Regions from separate parts of the Zea mays genome. Here region 1 is linked to region 2. The links are chromatin contacts, called in public Hi-C maps. All regions are on one chromosome and are shown on one strand. The core of a region is the stretch at or near the end of the contact, and the rest is flanking DNA. Distances in the headings are between cores, read along the strand shown.

What was found. Hi-C and Micro-C count contacts between places; a contact is called where the count stands out from the background.
Region 1: a contact with region 2 is called in a Hi-C map of tassel, with 2.3 times the contacts expected there. The contact joins two enhancer-like sites. A contact is called at or near these places in 3 of 25 Hi-C or Micro-C datasets (endosperm, leaf and tassel).

What each region holds. Positions count from the first base shown.
Region 1 is chr2:102,246,156-102,252,628 of Zm-B73-REFERENCE-NAM-5.0, reverse strand. No RefSeq gene overlaps it. Among protein-coding and RNA genes, the nearest start is that of pht13, 17 kb to the right of the region's middle. Within about 2 kb of position 4,923, at least 16 of the 20 cell types and tissues checked have an H3K27ac peak or open chromatin away from gene starts, as enhancers often do. A contact at or near this core is called in leaf and tassel, where this site is marked.
Region 2 is chr2:101,994,896-102,001,459 of Zm-B73-REFERENCE-NAM-5.0, reverse strand. No RefSeq gene overlaps it. Among protein-coding and RNA genes, the nearest start is that of LOC103648815, 88 kb to the left of the region's middle. Within about 2 kb of position 2,894, at least 18 of the 20 cell types and tissues checked have an H3K27ac peak or open chromatin away from gene starts, as enhancers often do. A contact at or near this core is called in leaf and tassel, where this site is marked.

The DNA.
Region 1 (6,473 bases), core at 3,674-6,173, 250 kb before region 2:
AAGAACTAGGCTTTCAATGATTGTTCTTTATTAAAAAGAAAATGATGACGAATGCAAAGAAAATGATGACGAATGCAAAAACTATTTTAGAGGTAGGATATCTCCTAGTAGATGTGCTTCGATTCTGGCACAATACTGTTGACTATGCGAGCTTCGGACTGTTCCCTGAAGTTTCGCTGCTGGTGAGTGTGCTGGCTCCCCTCTGGCTGCTGGCCTTGGGGATATGCGGGTTGCATTGGTGGTGGAGGTGGAGGTTGTTGCCAAGATGCCTGAGATTGGCTTGCCGAAGCAACAGAAACTGCAGGATGGTTACCCACATACTCTGGTATGTACGGTGAATGATACGAAGCAGTATGCATAACTTGCTTCGGCTGGTTCTATTGAGCTGCAGCTTCTACTATCTCCTTCTATTTCTAGATGGTGACATGGCACATCCTTGTAGTATGGCCCTTGTCCTCACCGCAGAATAGGCAATAAATTTTCCTGGGCTGATCCCCAAATCTTCCACCGAAGCCCCTGGCACCTCTGCCCCTTGGAGCTGGAGGCCGAGGATAGCTTTGTTGCTGCCCCGAAGCCTGGGAGGAATATTGCGGCCTCTGTTGCTGACCCCCTCTATCGTCATTCTGAGTAGAGTGGATTGATCTGACGTGCCTTGGGTGGACTCTTCCTCCGAAGCCCCTGGTCATTTCGGAGAACCTGTAAGCTTCCTCCCTTCTCTACCGAAAGTCATTATCAGCGCGGATGTATTCATCCATCTTCTGAAGCAATTTTTCTAGGGTCTGAGGGGGCTTCCTGGCGAAGTATTGGGTCGTAGGTCCTGGCCGAAGCCCCTTGATCATGGCCTCAATGACAATTTCATTGGGCACTGTTGGCGCTTGTGCTCTCAGACGCAAGAACCTTCGGACATACGCCTGGAGGTATTCTTCGTGATCTTGCGTGCACTGGAACAAAGCTTGAGCAGTAACCGGCTTCGTCTGAAACCCTTGGAAACTGGTGATCAGCATGTCCTTCAGCTTCTGCCATGATGTGATTGTTCCTGGCCGAAGAGAGGAGTACCAGGTTTGTGCAACATTCTTGATCGCCATGACGAAGGATTTCGCCATGAATGCAGTGTTGCCACCATATGAAGATATGGTAGCTTCGTAGCTCATCAGAAACTGCTTCGGATCTGAGTGTCCGTCATACATGGGGAGCTGGGGTGGCTTGTAAGACGGGGGCCAAGGTGTAGCCCGCAGTTCTGCTGACAGAGGAGAAGCATCGTCAAAAGCAAAATTTCCATGATGGAAATTCTCATACCAATCATCCTCGTTGAAGAAACCCTCTTGGTGAAGCTCTCTGTGTTGGGGCCTTCGGTTTTGCTCATCTTGAGTAAGATGACGTACTTCTTCAGTGGCTTCGTCAATCTGCTTTTGTAGGTCAGCTAGCCGAGCCATTTTTTCCTTCTTCTTTTGTACTTGCTGATGAAGCATCTCCATATTCCTGATCTCTTGGTCCAACTCATCCTCTTGGGGTGTTGGACTGGTGGCCTTCCTCTTCTGGCTTCGAGCCTCTCGAAGAGAAAGGGTCTCCTGGTTCAGGTCCAGCGGCTGCAGAGCGGCAGTCCCTGTTACTGAAGCTTTCTTTGGTGGCATGACGAAGTTCGATGCTTGCCGAAGGTGATCGAAAAAGGTTCACCGGATGTGGGCGCCAATGTTGGGGACTTGTCCTTAAATGCTATGAGTTAAGAACAAGGCAACACAGAAATTGTTAAACATTAAAATCCTTCGTTATTCGAAGCATTATTTCCCTTGGGATATAATGAGTGTCGGACGAAGGTTATGAGGGACATGCCTTCGTAGGTACAACAAATAATAAAGAAGGATTCATACAAAATATGAAAAATAATATAAATGCTTAAATATTATCATTAACTCATTTCTATTTTATTATTATGGAAAGATAGAAATGATAACAAATTACAAATATACCTTCGGCTCGAAAGAAGGCAAAAGTACAAGCGTGACGCAAAAGCAAATGCCAAGTCAGCGTGAACAGTACGGGAGCACTGTTCATCTATTTATAGGCACGGGACGCAACCTATGTAAAATTACACCCATGCCCTTTACATTTGCTAATAACTCTATAGTAATCCATCGGGGTCTAAATAGTCTTTTCCCCTTTAAGTCGGTTTCCTTTTCTGCTATCACGCTGAAGCTCCCCTGCACATAGCTTCGGCTCTGCGCCATCCTTCGTATTCTTTGTGCTTCTTCATATTGTGGTTATGACCTAAGTCTGAAGGTACCTGTTCATATATCATACTCCAGAAACATTGTTAAATCATGTTTTTGAGAACCTTCGGAAGCCGAAGGCCCCCAACAGACACAGTTATATATAAGTGAATGACAAATAAGATCAATTACATAAACATTTACATCGGCACTCCTTTGCAATGCCTCCTGTCAGTTCTGGCTAGAAGAACTCCCTTGGAAAAGGGAACGTGCACCAGGGACTATCCTGCTAGCCGCATTAAGAAACCCCCTCGTAGTGTGTTTTGTTTTCCTACCACTCAGCTTGTTCAATAGAAAAACATTAAAGGTATTAGCTCCATAAAATTAAATATAATTAATAAAAAACAAATAATACATCACATAAAATTAAATTATGCATTACAAATCAAAACTCATCGGAATCACGACCAAGGAGTCTTCTTCGATCCAAAGCTCGCAATGTGGTTTTTTTGTTCCATGGATTTTTTTTCATTTCGGTGCAACACCCTCATCAGTAGTGATATCATCACGGTCTCCGACTAGTGAGTTGAGTGCAACACCCTCATCGACATTAAAAGTGGGTGGCAATTCTTCTTCTTGATAAACCTCATCGGTCTGGTCGTCTTCGAATTGATAACCAGCAGTGCAAGGAGTATGTAAACGTTCCCTAGGGTTCACCTTGTGAACTACCCACCATGCTTTAAACTTTGGATTTGGTATAACATATAGTAGACCTGCCCGCACTGGTGTGAAAGGATAAAATTATGATGGCCTGGAAGTTGTTCCTTGTGCTTTACTGTCACACTCGAATTTAAAGGATAAAGTCGGGTGCGTCTCATATGTGCGCCAAGGAAGAACATCACATATAATGTCAAAGTGTATAGAGATAAATGTCACATATAACATAAGTGTCAGTATTACATAGAGAAAGTCTTACAAAAAATGATAATAATAAAGCGAATTAATATTATTCCCTGGCGCCACAAAGCTGACTGGGAGACGTCACCTAGATCAACTCGAATTCTTCATTGTAGGGCGTCTCCTCTTGGACCACCTGCTCTTGACCTGTCGGGGGAGTTTATATATCACAAGATTGAGCTCACAAAAGATCATAGCTCAACAAGTTGTGGGGAAGAATGTGCATGAACTCACCAAAGGTGGGAGCCCATGTGAAGTGTAAGTCTGATCAATAAATAAGGGTTAAAGCTGAGCATTGCTTTTATAAGTTGGTCAAATTTTATTAGCAGTTACTAAATGTAAGTAAATATCAAACCAGAGTAATAGTAGATCAAAATAATAATAAATCCCAATGCGATACAAATGACAAATTGAATTTAATTCCATAAATTAATCACGTGAGGGTCCGAGCCGCTTATAACCAAGAGCACGGCTGATATACCAGTTTTACAATCTGCAGAGGTTGTGCATCTTTACCCACAAGTCATGTTACCCATCTGCCAAGATATCGCGACTTCCCATACATCTCTACCAAGGAAGCGAGGCAGGGTAACACTACGAGGCCTTTACAAAGTTCCACTAGCTTCAAAAAACCTGCTACAGTTTCTAAGAAGCTCCAATGTTGGGACCCCTTGCCTGACCGCCATCGCAGCAAAATCAACCCAAAGGCCTCCCTACACCGACCACTCCCCTACTGCCTTTGCCCCTTTCGGGTAAGGTAGTCCTCAACTAGCTTTCCTAATTAGTCAGCCAAGGGCGTCCCATACCACCCTTATGGTAGCACTGTTTTCCTGGGTGGTCGCTCCATGTTCCAATTAACATAATGATCTTATCATGAACAGTAAATAACAAACTGATAATAAAAGTATGATCATGAATAATGTGTATCTCAATACCCAAAACCACATAAAGCAGTAGCAGGTACTACCCAAAAGATCAGTGGTAAACAAGGTATAAAGATAGCCAAACTAGGGTAACCTATTGGATCTCATCAAAATTAACATATGTAGATCATTATGATTAACAAGAACATTATTGGGTAAAAAGAAGTGATCAAGGGCACAACTTGCCTTCACGAGCTCCTGCTCAGCAGTCTCCACCTGATGAACCCCTGAATCCTTTGTGGCTAGCTCGTCTACTCGTTACAATAAAAACAAACATAGTATAGAAGAAATTAACATTACACCAAACAGTAGAACATAATGCATGACAATATTCTACGAATCGTAACAAGATCGTAGGAATGGGACTCACTAAATTTGAAATTACGGTTGTCGAGTTATGAATTTCTGAAGTTATTAAGTGCTTGGTGTGCACTAATTCAGGTGAATAATTTTAACTCATGTTTCATGGCTACACAAAGTTACTAAGTGACGAACAATATTAAAACAAAATTAATGTCACTGGAATGGATCAATTTGAAGTTAAAATAAATTAAATATGAATTATACAAGTTTCTAGAATTATTTTTATATTATAAATCAATTTCTATAATATCTTATCTAATTTCTCTGTTCTTTGGACCGCACGCATAAATCAGAGAAGCTCGGGGTCTAAACCATAATTTTCCCAAGACTCAATGTCAACCTGGGTGGACGGCAGGCCAGGTTGATAACCTATAATTTTAGGGTCCTTTTTAGAAGGTGCGCGCGGCGAAGGGGTATCCTCGGATTTCATCCATTGGATCAGATCCAAAGGCCAATATTAGAACGCGGTCATCTTTAAGGGCTACACTATGCTTACCGCTAGATCCTAATCATACGCCCCTGGTGCTAAACAGCTTGAGCACATCCCGCGCCTTCTGATTGACGAGTCTGGAAGATCGTGGCCATCGTGCAAGAGATCAATGGCCCAGACTAACCCAGGCAGTTACTATGTGCTACGCACTATGGTGAATAGAGTGAACCGATCTCGAGGCTTCTTACCTACAATGGCGTCTTAACGTGCTCCACCCTCGGAGCGGTGCGGCCCGTGGCAGAGAAGTGTCTCCGATGAGGAATTCCTGGCAATCCGATTGATCCCCGTGTCCCAGAGGTCCCCATATGATTCCTGGGTGTCCCGCCGAAGTACACTGGCCTACCTGTGAAGCTCTGGCGATGGCGTCCCCGCGATTCCACTTCACGACGACAATCCCCCAAGCTTCGCCGACGATGGGGGGGTTCGTGGCTTGGTACAGTTTCCTTGTAATGACTGGTCGAGATCTGCGGCCGCATGATTCTTATAGTCCGAGGTCAAGGAGGGGAGAAAAAGGCGGCCACGATCCAACGCCATGGCGGCGATTTCGCATGGGCGTTGCTGAGGAGAAGAAAACGCCGACAAGGGGGGCCCACTTGCCAGTGCCCAAGTTGACCCGTGGTGCACGGACACACGGCCACACTGGTCCACCTGACAGCGAGGAGGCTATGCGCTTTGGATCTATGGACATGTGGGCCCGGTCTGTAGGCAACAACAGGTCGACGCGTTACGAAGTGGGCCGGTGCGTGGCAAAGGGAGGGGAAAACGGGCCGAAATCTCGAGGTGGCGACCGTGCATGCGATTCCCTTTTCTTTTCTTTTTCTGTTTATTTTTTTCTTTTCACTTTTAGATTCCAAAATGTGATGAATTAATTTATTTATATATTTATTTTGTATTGTATTTCTCATCTCATTATTATATTTCTATTATTATTATTTTATTATTAAGTGCACAAACAAGCAAAACTCCAATATGCTGCATATTTATTGATGTGCCTTATTTAATTCCTTAACTGTGATTATCCCCATGAAATGATGAGTGGATGACAAGACATGTAACGAGACCAACTCTTTTATGAGTTTTTATAATTATTGGTTTTACAAATCCTACCCCTTTACAAAGAATCTCGTCCTCGAGATTAGGATGGACTTAAAAAGAGGTGGGGAAAATCTACTCGCAGCTCTTCTTCTCTGTCCCAAGTAGCCTCATCTTCACCATGGTGGCTCCATTGCAATTTGCACATTTTGATCACTTTACTCCTCGTGACACGAGTCAAGGTATCAATAATCTTTATAGGATACTTCGTATAAGTCAGATCATCTTGAACACTGAGATCCTCCATAGGTAGCTGTTCTTCGGGTACCCTAAGAAACTTCTTTAGTTGGGATACATGGAAGACATCATGTACATCCGCAAGATGATCGGGTAATTCTAGTTCATAGGAAACTTCTCCCACTCGCTTCAGGATCAAGAAGGGCCCAATAAAGCAAGGGGACAACTTCCCTTTAACTTTAAATCTCTGCATACCCCGGATCG
Region 2 (6,564 bases), core at 1,645-4,144:
AAAAGTTTTTACAACAGTTCAATCATCTTATCTCAGAACCTTCTCAACAGCTACGTTTAGCAAAGTATTAACAACTTGAATTCATCAAGGATTCCCCTTAGTGATGGATCAGCTTTGGGATCATACGATTCTAGGGGTGGATGTCACACCCGGATTTAAGGGGTAAACCCGGGTGCGTCTCATATGTGCGCCAAAGAAGAACAACACATATAATGACCAAGTGTATAGAGATAAATGTCACAAACATTATTACATAGAGGAAGTGTCTTACAAAAATAAATGATAAAAAATAAGTGAACTAATATTATTTCCTTGGCGCTAATAATCTGACTGGGAGACGCCACCTAGACTTTATCAAACTCTTCATAGTAGTCCTCCTCCTGGTCTACCTGCTCTTCACCTGTGGGGGGATTTATATATCGCAAGGGTGAGCTCACAAAAGTTCATATCTCAACATGTGTGGGGAATAATGTGCATGAGCTCACCAAAAGTGGGGGCTAATGTGTAGTGTTAGGCTGATCAACAAATAATGGTTAAGGCAAAGCATTGCTTTTAATAAGTTAGTCAAGTTTTATTAGCAGTTACTAAGTATAAGTAAATACTAACCCAAATAATGAGAGATCATAATTAATAAATAAACCACAATGTGATGCAAATGACCAATTAAATTTAATTCCATAAGTTACTCATGTATGGGTCTGAGCCGCTCTTGACCGTTAGCACGACTGATATACCAGTTTTACACTCTGCAGAGGTTGCACATCTTTACCCACAAGTCATGTTACCCATCTACCACGGGGTGGTACGGGCCCCATACACCTCACCGAGGAGGCCAGGAAGGGTAACACTACGAGGCCTTTACAAAGTTCCACTAGCTTCAGGAAACCCGCTACGGTTTCTGAGGAGAGTGATATAGGAATCCCCTGTCTGAAAAGCTATCTCAGCAAGATCAACCCGAGAACCTCCCTATATCGACAACTCCCCTACCTCCCTTGCCCCTTTCGGGTAAGGTAGTCCTCCACTAGTTTTCCTAATTAGTTAGCCAAGGGCGTCCCATACCACCCTTGTGGTAGCACTATTTTCCCGGGTGGTCGCTCCATGTTCCAATTAATATAATGATCTTGTCATGAATAGTAAATAACTCATTGGTAATAAAAGGCATGATCATGAAAAATGTGTATCTTAACACCCAAAACCACAAAAGCAATAGCTTGTACTACCCAAAAGTTCAGTGGTTACAAGGTATAAAGATGACCAAACTAGGGTGACCTATTGGGTCCTATCAAATTTAACCTATGCAGATCATAATGATTAACAGGAACATTATTTGGTCAAGAAAAGTGATCAAGGGCACAACTTGCCTTCAATGAGCTCCTGCTCTGTATTTTCAACCTGTTGAGTATAGGGATCCTCGGTTGTTTGCTTGTCTACTCGCAACAGTACAAACAAACATGGTATAAGATAAATTAACATCACACCAAACATAAGAACGTACTGCATCATAATGTTCTACGCATCGCAACGAGATCATAGGTTCAAGAACCACTAAATTTGGAGTTACGGTTAAAGAGTTATGATCTTCTGAAGATTTAAGTGTTAGATATGAAATAAATTAAGTTCATAATTTTAACCTATGTTTCATAACAAAAATAAGGTTACTAGATGATAAGCAATATTAATACGAATATAATGCAACTAGAATGGATCAAAAAGGAGTTAAAATGAATTACTTATGAATTAAACAAGTTTCTGGAATTATTTCTATACTAGAAAACATTTTCCGAATTAATTTATTCCATTAATTCAATTCCTGGGTTGCGGTTTGGATTTTCTAATAGCTTAGGGTTTATTTTATGAATTCTAGGATCTAGTAATAATTCCTTTTGAACTATTCTGGACGACGAGTTTATTACCACAGAACTGAGGGGCTCCTATGTAAAAAAGGCTGACCGAAGAGTTATGAATAGATAACAGTCGCCTGATAAAAAAATGGACGACACAGATTAAATCATACCCCACTTGAACCGGCACGCACTGCTAGTCTTCGGATTACCCATCAAAGGTAAGGATTTAAATTATTCCAGATCTTCCTCCTGGCGTCCAAAGTTGGATCTGCGGTTCGGATCTAATTGACGAAGGGGTAAGCCACTATCTAATCCACACCATTCATCCAGATCACGATGGACAAGACTGAGCGAGCGCGAGGTTTATGGGTGGTTGGATCACGACCATTGATCACGCCATCAACGATAGCGCCATCATCTTCCTGGCGAGGTTGCGCCGCTGGCCTCCCACGGTGGAGCACGACGACGGACAGTGCTTTGCGGTAAATAGCGATCCTAACTAAGAAATAACACCACCCCCGACACGAGAGGGACAAGGCAAAGGAAAGGACAAAGTAATTACCAGGGATTGCGAAACCACAAGCTCCGCCCACGGTCAAGCGTGGTATGGCGGTGGACGTTGAAGTGCGACGAGAAATCGTCATTGGGCCGCTCGATTCTCGACCCCGGCAACACCGCGTATTCGTCCGATAGGCCCCGATGAGCCTCCCTGGGTATCCACAGCTTCTGGACACCAGCGTAGCGCGAGTCCGACGGTGGCAACCTTCGCCTTCCCTCCCTTTCTCTCTTCATGGTGCGGTGCTCAGAGCCAAAGCGCCCTATGGTTTTGTGAGGTGTGTGCACGTGGCCGAGGACGCCCTTCCCCTTCCTTATAGGCTTGACAGGATGGACTCGGTGACCTACCAAGCTGGGGAGACTGCGGCCATGGTTTTTACGCCGCGCTGGATTAGGGGCATTTTGTTGGGAGGTTGGCGCTGACAGCATGGTCCCCTATGTAAGTCTCAGGGCATGGCTAGGAGAGAGAGTGACTGAGTCACGGGCCCCATATGTCGACGCAGGCATTTGGTATGGCGTGACAGACTTGTGAGGCCTACCAGTTTGGTGTTGTGGTAGCGTGCGTGGGACGGCTGACCCGCGGGTCCCACCTGTACGTCTTTCTCGTTGGGCCGGCGGGGGAAGAGGAGTGGTTGGGCCAAAATCAACAGACCAGGCCCAATTAGTTACATAGCCTTGAGACAAATTTTACCAAGGGATACTTAGTGGATGATTAGTTGTGAATTTCTAAAGCTCTGGGCTACAAGGTGCTCTTAACTAACTTTCTTTTTGAAAAATGTCAAACAACAAATTTGGAAGTTTTTCCGAACTTTTATTTGGACAAGAGCAATCATTCCTAAAGTTGGGAAATTTTCTCTATAGGGAAAGGTTTCTAGAATTTTCTAAAGTTTTCTCTATTTCTCTCATGGGGCAGGTGGCACTATATTTCCTTACTCAACTATAACTTTTCATATTTTTCTCTAGAGCTACATTACTTTAATATTTTGAGAAAAATAAGGTTGTTTTTTGTTACACATTTTTATGTCACTTTTCATTTTCTAAATGAATAGGTAGGAACATAAATCAATTGCAAATCTCCACTTAATTGGGTGAACTAAGATGTTCAACATTTTTATATGGGTCCACTATACATTAGGCATCTACTAAAATTTTCTTAAACATAGCATACAAGTTTTACTATTATTCCCTTTATTTCCATACTTTAAACAATATCCTAATTTAACAAAAACTTCTAGAAATAGTACTGGACTAAGGTGGTTTTCTATTTTTTCTCTAAAATTTATTTAGTACAGAGCCTAGCCAAATTGGTTTGACCAAATTTGGATATTTATTTCACAACTTATGAATTTTTGAAGTTATCTGCAGAATTTGTAAAAGATTTAATTTAAAGGGAAAGGAAAAACTGGTTTGCATCGGGGTCCCTGACTAATCCTTCCCTTTTCTTTCGCACATAAGCCCTTCGGTCACTATACCTATAAGTCTACGAGTTCACGCATAAGCCCTTCTGTCACTGTCCATGGAGAAAGACAATAAGCTTCTACTACAAATCTACAAATATTTTCATCTTCTGCAAGTGGTTTCATTCCACTATAGGTATCATTTACATGTCTTCTCCAGATTTTGATTAGACTATATTTCATATCTTATGCTTCCCATGTTGCTATAAATGCATATGTTATTAAAATACATCTTTTACCTATGTATAGGGGGAGTTAGTCTACTCAAAAATATCTTTTACATCTCTTTCTCAAGTGCTTTTCCTAAGTAGAGGATCTCCGACAGGGGGAGTAAATCTTCATCTATGACAAAGGGGGAGAATATTCTTTCAAAGGGGGAGAACACTCTTTTAGGGGGCGTAATCTTTTAGAGGGCAGGTCTTATTTGCTTCCTATATGCTTTTAATGTCTTCCTTTTCTGTGTTTGATTCTAAAAGGGGAGAAGTTTTAGGGACCAAAGCAATTCAAAATATATCAAACACCAAACACCACCCAATTTAAAATTTAAAATCTTGAACTTACAAGTGGTTTTGGTTCTACAAATGTTTTTGGTCTAAAATAGGAAGTATGTGAATTATGGAGTTAGGGGGGCTTAAGTCCATAATCTCACTTTGTGGGGACATTCATGCATCCTAGCAAGTAGATTGTATATTTTCATCAAAATATTTGTTATATTTGCTTGCTTTGGTTGTGTTGTCATCAATCACCGAAAAGGGGGAGATTGTAAGGAAAATGGACCTCGGCCCATTTGACTAATTGATTTTGGTGTTTGATGATCAACATCACCATTTGGACTAATGCGTTTGCAAGTATTTTTGTTTGTAGTTCACAGGATGCAAAGAGGATTAGACTAAGGCTCTGTGGATGCAACACCTCAAAAGAAGACATTAAAAATACCATAAGTGAAGATCAACAAGTATCAAGCAAATTCCAAGACATGAAGAATCTGTTGCCACTAGTGGAACGACCGGCTGAGAGCACCGGACTGTTTGGTGCCACGCCACCAGATTGTCTAGTGCACCAGGGAACAGTAGCCCAACAGCTAGTTCCTAGTGGCACTATGGAGGAGTCTGGTGTGACACCAGATGTGGCGGAACCACCTGAATTATTCTAGCTTAAGTGCCCAAGTTGCACCCTTAAAGGTAGCAACACACTTAAACCGGAATAACCCGTCAGTCCCTCGGATCTAGTCCGATAAAGCCACTTACCAAGATCGAATACCACTAGCTCACTCGAAGGTGAGGCACAGATAAATACAATAAAGCATAATACCACAAATTTAAGAAGTATCAGAAGTGATTACATCATCGGAGTTTTAGAAATAATAATAACCATAAGTTTTAATGTAGCGGAAATAACTAACGGAGAAAACCGGGTAACATGGTGAAGCCTGGCCACGCTACTCCTCCTGGTCCTCTCCTGTGGAAGCAGTAACCCACTCGACCGTGTATCCCGGTGGCAGGGATGGAGGCCAAGTCACACCATCAACCAAATCAAGGGGGCTACCTGCAAAATTATGCCACAAGCAAGGCTGAGTATACTAATACTCAGCTAGACTTACCCGGTGTGAGGAGTCTACTCCTCTACCTCTAGACCATGCAGCTGTTTGGCTTAGGGGTTTGGTATCAACATTTTTTGCCAGTCATCTCATTTCCACTTATTACTCAATGCAGCAGCATGGATCAAGCAGTCTCATTAGCTGCGAGAAGCAGACGATTCGAATCGAGTTTTAACCTTGCAAGGTAAACCTAAACACACGACGTGGCGAGTCACTCCGTCCCCACACACATCAACCGTCCCCATCGATTCCCTGGCAACAAAAAGAGGCTCACCGCCTTAGCGTACAATGCCTCACTAACCCCGACTGCCGTCGTGCAGTGACCGCACTTGTACCCACCATAACTGGAATGGGAGACCACGTTTCAGGTCGCGTGAGGAGGTCAATCCGCGGGCAGGTTCATTCAGGTACTAGGCTTGCCGATTTACCATATTTCTCGGCATGTGTTTAGTACGCTCAAACGCTTGACACACGGTACCACACCTTAATCCTTATTTCAATTTCTGTCTCGTAGACAACGCATCCCCATGGATCGTTGTGCACAGACCATCATCATTCCGATATAAAAATGGATACAATCAATTCCTAACCTCGCGCGAGTGCTAGAAAAATCACTCGACTTCTACTGAGATCCCTAATTAGTAAAGCAGCTATTCGACCTAGCATACTAGTATCCATCTCAAAGGAATCATGAGTTCATGTAGCTAGGGTTTCAGACAACTTCTACACTTAAGTGCACAGTACAAACCTATAATCATTAAGTGCAGTAAAATAGCATATATAACGGTTATGTATAAAACCGGGGCTTGCCTAGAATTCAACACTTAGATAGTGTTTGCTAGAGGGTACTCTCTTGGCGAGCATCCACTGGTTATGTTCATCCTTCCTTAGGTTGTCCACCAACTGCATCTTGTTGTCGGCACCACATCACTTGCACGATCATCATCTCTCGGCCTAAATGAGATGCAAGATGCATCTGTATGAATAGAATGAAATATATCACAAGATACTACAAGTACATGCTAGCGAATTAAACACTTAGTAGCGAGACATCATGAGCAACCACACACACCAGCGCTAGCTAACTACATGTCATCGGTGTTCACAATAA